2 separate regions of the Macaca mulatta genome follow, and region 2 is linked to region 1. A link is a contact called in public Hi-C data. All regions are on one chromosome and are shown on one strand. Each heading gives the region's core, a stretch centred on a gene start, on an enhancer-like site or on the middle of the called end of the contact. The rest is flanking DNA. Distances are from core to core; before and after follow the strand shown. Region 1 holds the start of KLHL24 (kelch like family member 24). Region 2 holds the start of YEATS2 (YEATS domain containing 2).

Region 1 (2,573 bases), core at 25-2,524:
ATATATAACTACCAGAAGAAATAGCTCAAATAATTGAATAAGAGATGGAAAAGAGGCCTAAAAAGTATGTTTAAACGGCCTGTATATAGGCCTTCCATATTATTTCCACCTCTGGTCATCTGGTCATCAGAACACAACCCCTAATTTAATAGAGGCATGACTGTATTCTTGACATGTAGAAGATAGAGATTTTTTAATTTGGTATCAGAAACCAAAAGCTAGTTAAATGGTTGCAAAATCAGGAGGCATATTCATCCTTTAAAAGAATACTTGCAGGCAGGGCGCCGTGGCTCATGCCTGTAATCCTAGCACTGTGGGAGGCCAAGGACAGCGGATCACTTGAGGCCAGGAGTTCGAGACCAGCCTGGCCAACACAGTCTCTACTAAAAATACAAAACATTACCTGGGCGTGTTGGCGGGCGCCTGTAGCCTCAGCTACTCTAAGGAAGGAGAATGGCGCGAACCCGGCAGACGTTGCAGTGAGCCGAGATCGCGCCATTCTGTCTCAAAACAAAACAAAAAGCTTACAGACACAAAACGACAAAATAATGCCCTTTAGGGACTCCATCTACCTTGGAAAACAGGGATTTGTGACAGCTTTGGTCGACGTGCATGTGCGTTTAAAATAAAAAGGTAACCTAGGATTTGATACCAGTGACAGTAACAGCTTTATCAAAAAAAGAGGTGGTTTTCCTTGCTCCTTCTAGGGACTAGGGTTTTAGTCTCGTCCACCCTTCAGGCCTGAGGATTTCCGATTGTCTATCAAAGGGTCAAACAAAAAGCTCTCTAAGCTTCTACCCAAGCTTTAAAGTCGAAGGGCTGATCGCGGGGCTTTTTCCTTGGGACGTGGCAGGGGCCTTTGAGGGAAAGAAACAAACGACTCCGGCTTCTCACTCGGCTCCTTACACAAAAGGCATTTTTTTTAACTATCTCTACTTAAAACAAAGTGTTTTTGAGTCAGCAGCCCTTGGAGTGGGTCTAGTCCTCCTGGCGCCCGACACCCACCCCATAGCTGGAGCCCCGGGTGGCCCCGGAGGCCACCGGGAAGCGAGAACTACATCTCCCGGGGTCCCCCGGGGCGGAGGACGCCCACCCGGATTGGCCAGGGGTCGGTGACGCTCAGTGTTTTGGCCCGGAGGGTCACATGTTTCCTTTGTTGTGAGCTGCGGCAGAGACTGGTGGCTGGAGAAGACGCCGGCGCTGGAGAGTGCGCTGCGCCGCCGGCGGCTGAGGAACCGCGGGGTTCGCCGCTGCTGGCTGCTTCCAGCCTTCGCCGAGAGGTACCGGGGGTGACAGCTCCGGGACCGGCCGAAAGGCGAGGAACCGGCCAGAGTCTGAGTCCTCAGGGGCGGAGGGGCGGCGGCGGTCCTGACCACCGGGGTGTCTGCGGGAGGGCAGCCAGCGGCGGCCGGCCTCTCGGAGCCAGATTGGCGGTCTGCGGAGAGGCTGCAGCTGGTCTGCAGGGCCCCTTTCTGAGGCGAGGGGCCTCCAGGTCTCCCTGGGGGTTCTTCCTCCCTGCTCGGTAGCTACAGCCCTGAGGGAGGGCGCCCGCGCCTCCTGGCACTACGGCCCGGAACCGTGGCGCGGCTGGCGCGGCCTGGCAAGGGCGAGGTGGGAGGGGGTGGCCGCCGGGACTGGGGGTAGCCGCAGGTGCGGTCGCCTAGTCGCCGCGGGGCCGGGCGCCGCCGGGGGTGCTGCTTGTTGCCGATGGGCTGCGAACGGGGCGCTGCTTTTTATTTCAGGAAGCGCGGGGGAGTGGGACCGCCTCAAATCCAGCCTTCCCGTTTGGTGGGACGACCGTCGGTTCTGTCCGGGAGGAATGACGGGGTCAAGGTGGGGTTCCCGGGGCAGCGGGCCAGCGAAGCCCCATTAAAGCGATTGCGAAATGCGCTCGGCACTGTCACCTGACCGTTACCCCCGCCCCCGTCCCCTGCGAGCCTTTGTTTACCACGATCGCGACACCGGGCTCGCTGCGGCCGTCCCGGGGGAGCCAGGGCGGGCGGGGGAGCGGGCGTTCAGCCGCCGCAGTCCCCGCCTAACCTCCCCACCTTCTTACCACTCCAGGACTTGGTTTCTTAATTTAGTTCCTAATGGACCCGCCCCCAAGTTCTGGACACCCCGGGTGAAGACTGTTAACGCGGCGGGGATTGGGCGCCTGCGGCGGCTTGTGGGCGGTACCCGAGGGCGAGTTCGAGTTTTTATTGGCGAGTTTTTATTGTCACTAGGTGGGCCTGTCCGGGGCCATTCTTCCCGCCCCCTTGAAGGTGATCTGTAGGACGCGCGGGAGCGCGCGCTCTCGCTGCTCTTGCAGCTGCGGCCGAGTGGAGCCTGGCGGCGCGGATGCGGGCGGCGCGCGCTCCCGCCCCTGCGGCGGGTGGCTGGGAGCCTCCGTGGCTGCCGCGGCTGCTGCCTGATCCTGCAGGCAGTTCTGGGCACGCAGCGGTCGGCAACCGTGGCCCGCCCTCCGAGGACCGGAAAATTAACACCCTTTAACTAGTGTCGCGTTATCTGCCGGGGTGGTGCTCAGGAAGTCCTGCGAATTCGTTGTTGCCAGTTCTGTAAACGTGTTTAGA
Region 2 (2,573 bases), core at 31-2,530, 65 kb after region 1:
CACCTCCCGAGTTGTGATTCTCCTGCCTCAGCTTCCCAAGTAGTTAGGATTACAGGCATGTGCAACCATGCCTGGCTAATTTTTGTATTTTTAGTAGAGATGGCGTTTCACCATGTTGGCCAGGTTGGTCTTGAACTGCTGACCTTAGGTGATCTGCCCGCCTCAGCCTCCCAAAGTGCTGGGATTACAGGCGTGAGCCACCACGCCCATCCAGGAGGATCTCTCGAGCCTGGAAGTGTGAGACTAGCTGTGGTGATAGTCAGACCTGTCTTTAAAAAAAAAAAATTAGTCTGGGGGTGGTGGCTCATGCCTGTAATCCCAGCACTTTGGGAGGCTGAGGAGGGTGGATCACCTGAGGTCAGGAGTTTGAGAGCAGCCTGGCCAACATGGTGAAACCCTCTCTCTACTAAAAATACAAAAATGAGCTGGGCGTGGTGGTGCATGCCTATAATCCCAGCTACTTGGGAGGCTGATGCAGGAGAATCACTTGAATCAGGGAGGCAGAGACTGCAGTGAGCCGAGATCATGCCACTGCACTCCAGCCTGGGCAACAGAGGGAGACTCTCTCAAAAAAAAAAAAAAGAAAAAAACCACAAAAAACAAAACACCATTTACATGTATTATGTGTAGATAAAAACATTAAATACATAAAAATTTGATAACATGTAGGTAAAGTATTAAAAAATCAGCTCCAGTAGTAAATCTTTATACAGTGAGGAGGGATTGAAGGGGAACAGAAGATCCCCGAAGACCAGTTGGGAGGCTATTTATAGTCCTGGGCAGAGAGATGACAGGGTCTTGGGTAGAGGGTGGTAGAGTTAGAACGAAAGAGAATGTTGGCCTCAAGAGATATTTAGATGGAAAACTGGACTTGGATTGTCACTAGTGTGACTGGGATAAGTCTCAAGCCTTCCCTGCCTCAATCTCTTCATCTGTAAAATGGGCTAGCAATAACTACTGTTATTTGTATACGCAGCACTTAGCACATGGGTTGGGACAAAGATGGCACACACAAAAATCATTGTTACTATTGTAATTAATAGGGAAGCTCATACATACCGGCAGAATGAATATTCTGTCAAACTTGGGGTTGAAATTCGCCACCTTCTGGGGCAGAAAAGTGATGGACAACCACGCCTTTGCGAGAATCGACGCCCACACTGCCCAGGAAGTGGCCTCGCGGGCCGGGGTCGCAGCCTGGACCAGCCCCGCCCCGCCCCGCCCTCATCCCTGCGAGCTCCGCCCCGAGGCCGCGCGCGCGCGCCGCCGCCACCACCGCCGCCGCGCGCGCCCCGACGCGCCCGGCTGCTGACGTGCGGGGCGGAACGGGTCGGGCGGGTTCCACCGATCTGGGTGCTTCCGCGGGCTGCGGGGGTCGCTGGGGTTTCGTGGCTGGGCAGCTCCGCGGGGCTTCGCCCGCTCCCTCACCTCGCTCTACCCTCTCGCGGCGCCCGGCGGGGCCGCGCTGCAGCTGGAGACCCGGAGAAAGGGTGAGTGTTGGCGGGCGCAGGAAGGGACCGCGCGGGCGCGCGCCCTGCTGTCTGGGGCATTGTTTGGGCGGGGGCGGCGCGGGCACGTGCGCGCCCCTCCCCCATCGGCCGGCTGCGCCGCGGCGGGACCCGGTGAGGCCCCGGGCCGGAGGGGAGGGCAGGGAGGATCCCAGGTGCGGGCCGAGGAGCCGCAGAAGCGGGAGCCTGGAATCGGAACGTGAGTTGGGGGCTTCCTCTTCAGCGGGGCGCTCCGCTGAGGGGATGCGGGTCCCCGAGCCTCAGCGGCCGGAGGTTTCGGGATGTTAAGCTCTTGGCCTTGGAGGCAAGATTTGGCCCCAGGACCAGAAAGTCGTGGGTTTACCGAAAGGATCCTGGAATGCCCCTCCAACCTGTCGCCATCCCCACCGGCCCTCCCGGGATGGAGGGGAGGGGTTAGAGAGGCTTTGGGGTTCCAGGGAGGGGGCCGGGGCCAACGCGCCGGAGCTGCGGGCAGTGCGGGGCGGAGTGGAAGCCTCGGAAAGTGAGGACTCCTGCAGGAAAGGCTGGCTTGGAGGGCTGTGGCCAGACTGCAGAAGACAATGAGGTTCTCCCCATCATGAATGTGATTATGTTAAGAAATGGAAAGCAGAGAAAGAGAAATGCCATCAGCGATCTTATAGGCCTGACACATCATTTTTTTAGTTTGATGTTTGCTAGTATTTTCATCTAAGCCTTCAGCAGTTACAGAGTTGACCCACGTTTTCCATTTCTCGCTCACATGTACAAAATGCGCCATAATATCATATAGTATTCAGCAATATCATTTCCCCTTAATGAGTAGAGAGTATTCAGCGTAGAAAAATTTAAAAATACAAGCAAAGCAAGAGAAAAATGCCCGCAGTTTTACGGTCTAGAGATATTACCCTTGGATGTATATTCCTGTTTGTGTATACTCTTTAAAAGATAGGGCAGATGATGCTCTGATTAGGAGTTTAGTTTTTCCGGGAAACCTTTGAAGGTTTTGAGAAGGCGAGTAGCATAATCCGACTGCTATGTAGAGGAAGAGGGCTGGGGAGGAACCTACGAGGTCAGTTACTGTGCTCT

The links. A called contact is a pair of places that touch in the nucleus more often than the background predicts.
Region 2: a Hi-C map of fetal cortex germinal zone shows a contact between it and region 1, with 2.9 times the contacts expected there. The contact joins the promoter of YEATS2 here to the promoter of KLHL24 in region 1. A contact is called at or near these places in 6 of 14 Hi-C or Micro-C datasets (blood, cortical neurons, fetal cortex germinal zone and 3 more).

The regions. Positions count from the first base shown.
Region 1 is chr2:95,770,319-95,772,891 of T2T-MMU8v2.0, forward strand. It overlaps KLHL24 (kelch like family member 24), which reads left to right and starts at 1,275. Exons shown (of 8, transcript NM_001260584.1): 1 at 1,275-1,315. LOC144339063 (a long non-coding RNA gene) reads right to left here and starts at 2,084. Exons shown (of 2, transcript XR_013413718.1): 1 at 1,949-2,084; 2 at 894-1,806.
Region 2 is chr2:95,835,321-95,837,893 of T2T-MMU8v2.0, forward strand. It overlaps YEATS2 (YEATS domain containing 2), which reads left to right and starts at 1,281. Exons shown (of 32, transcript XM_077991797.1): 1 at 1,281-1,490. LOC144339067 (a long non-coding RNA gene) reads right to left here and starts at 1,288. Exons shown (of 3, transcript XR_013413723.1): 1 at 1,060-1,288.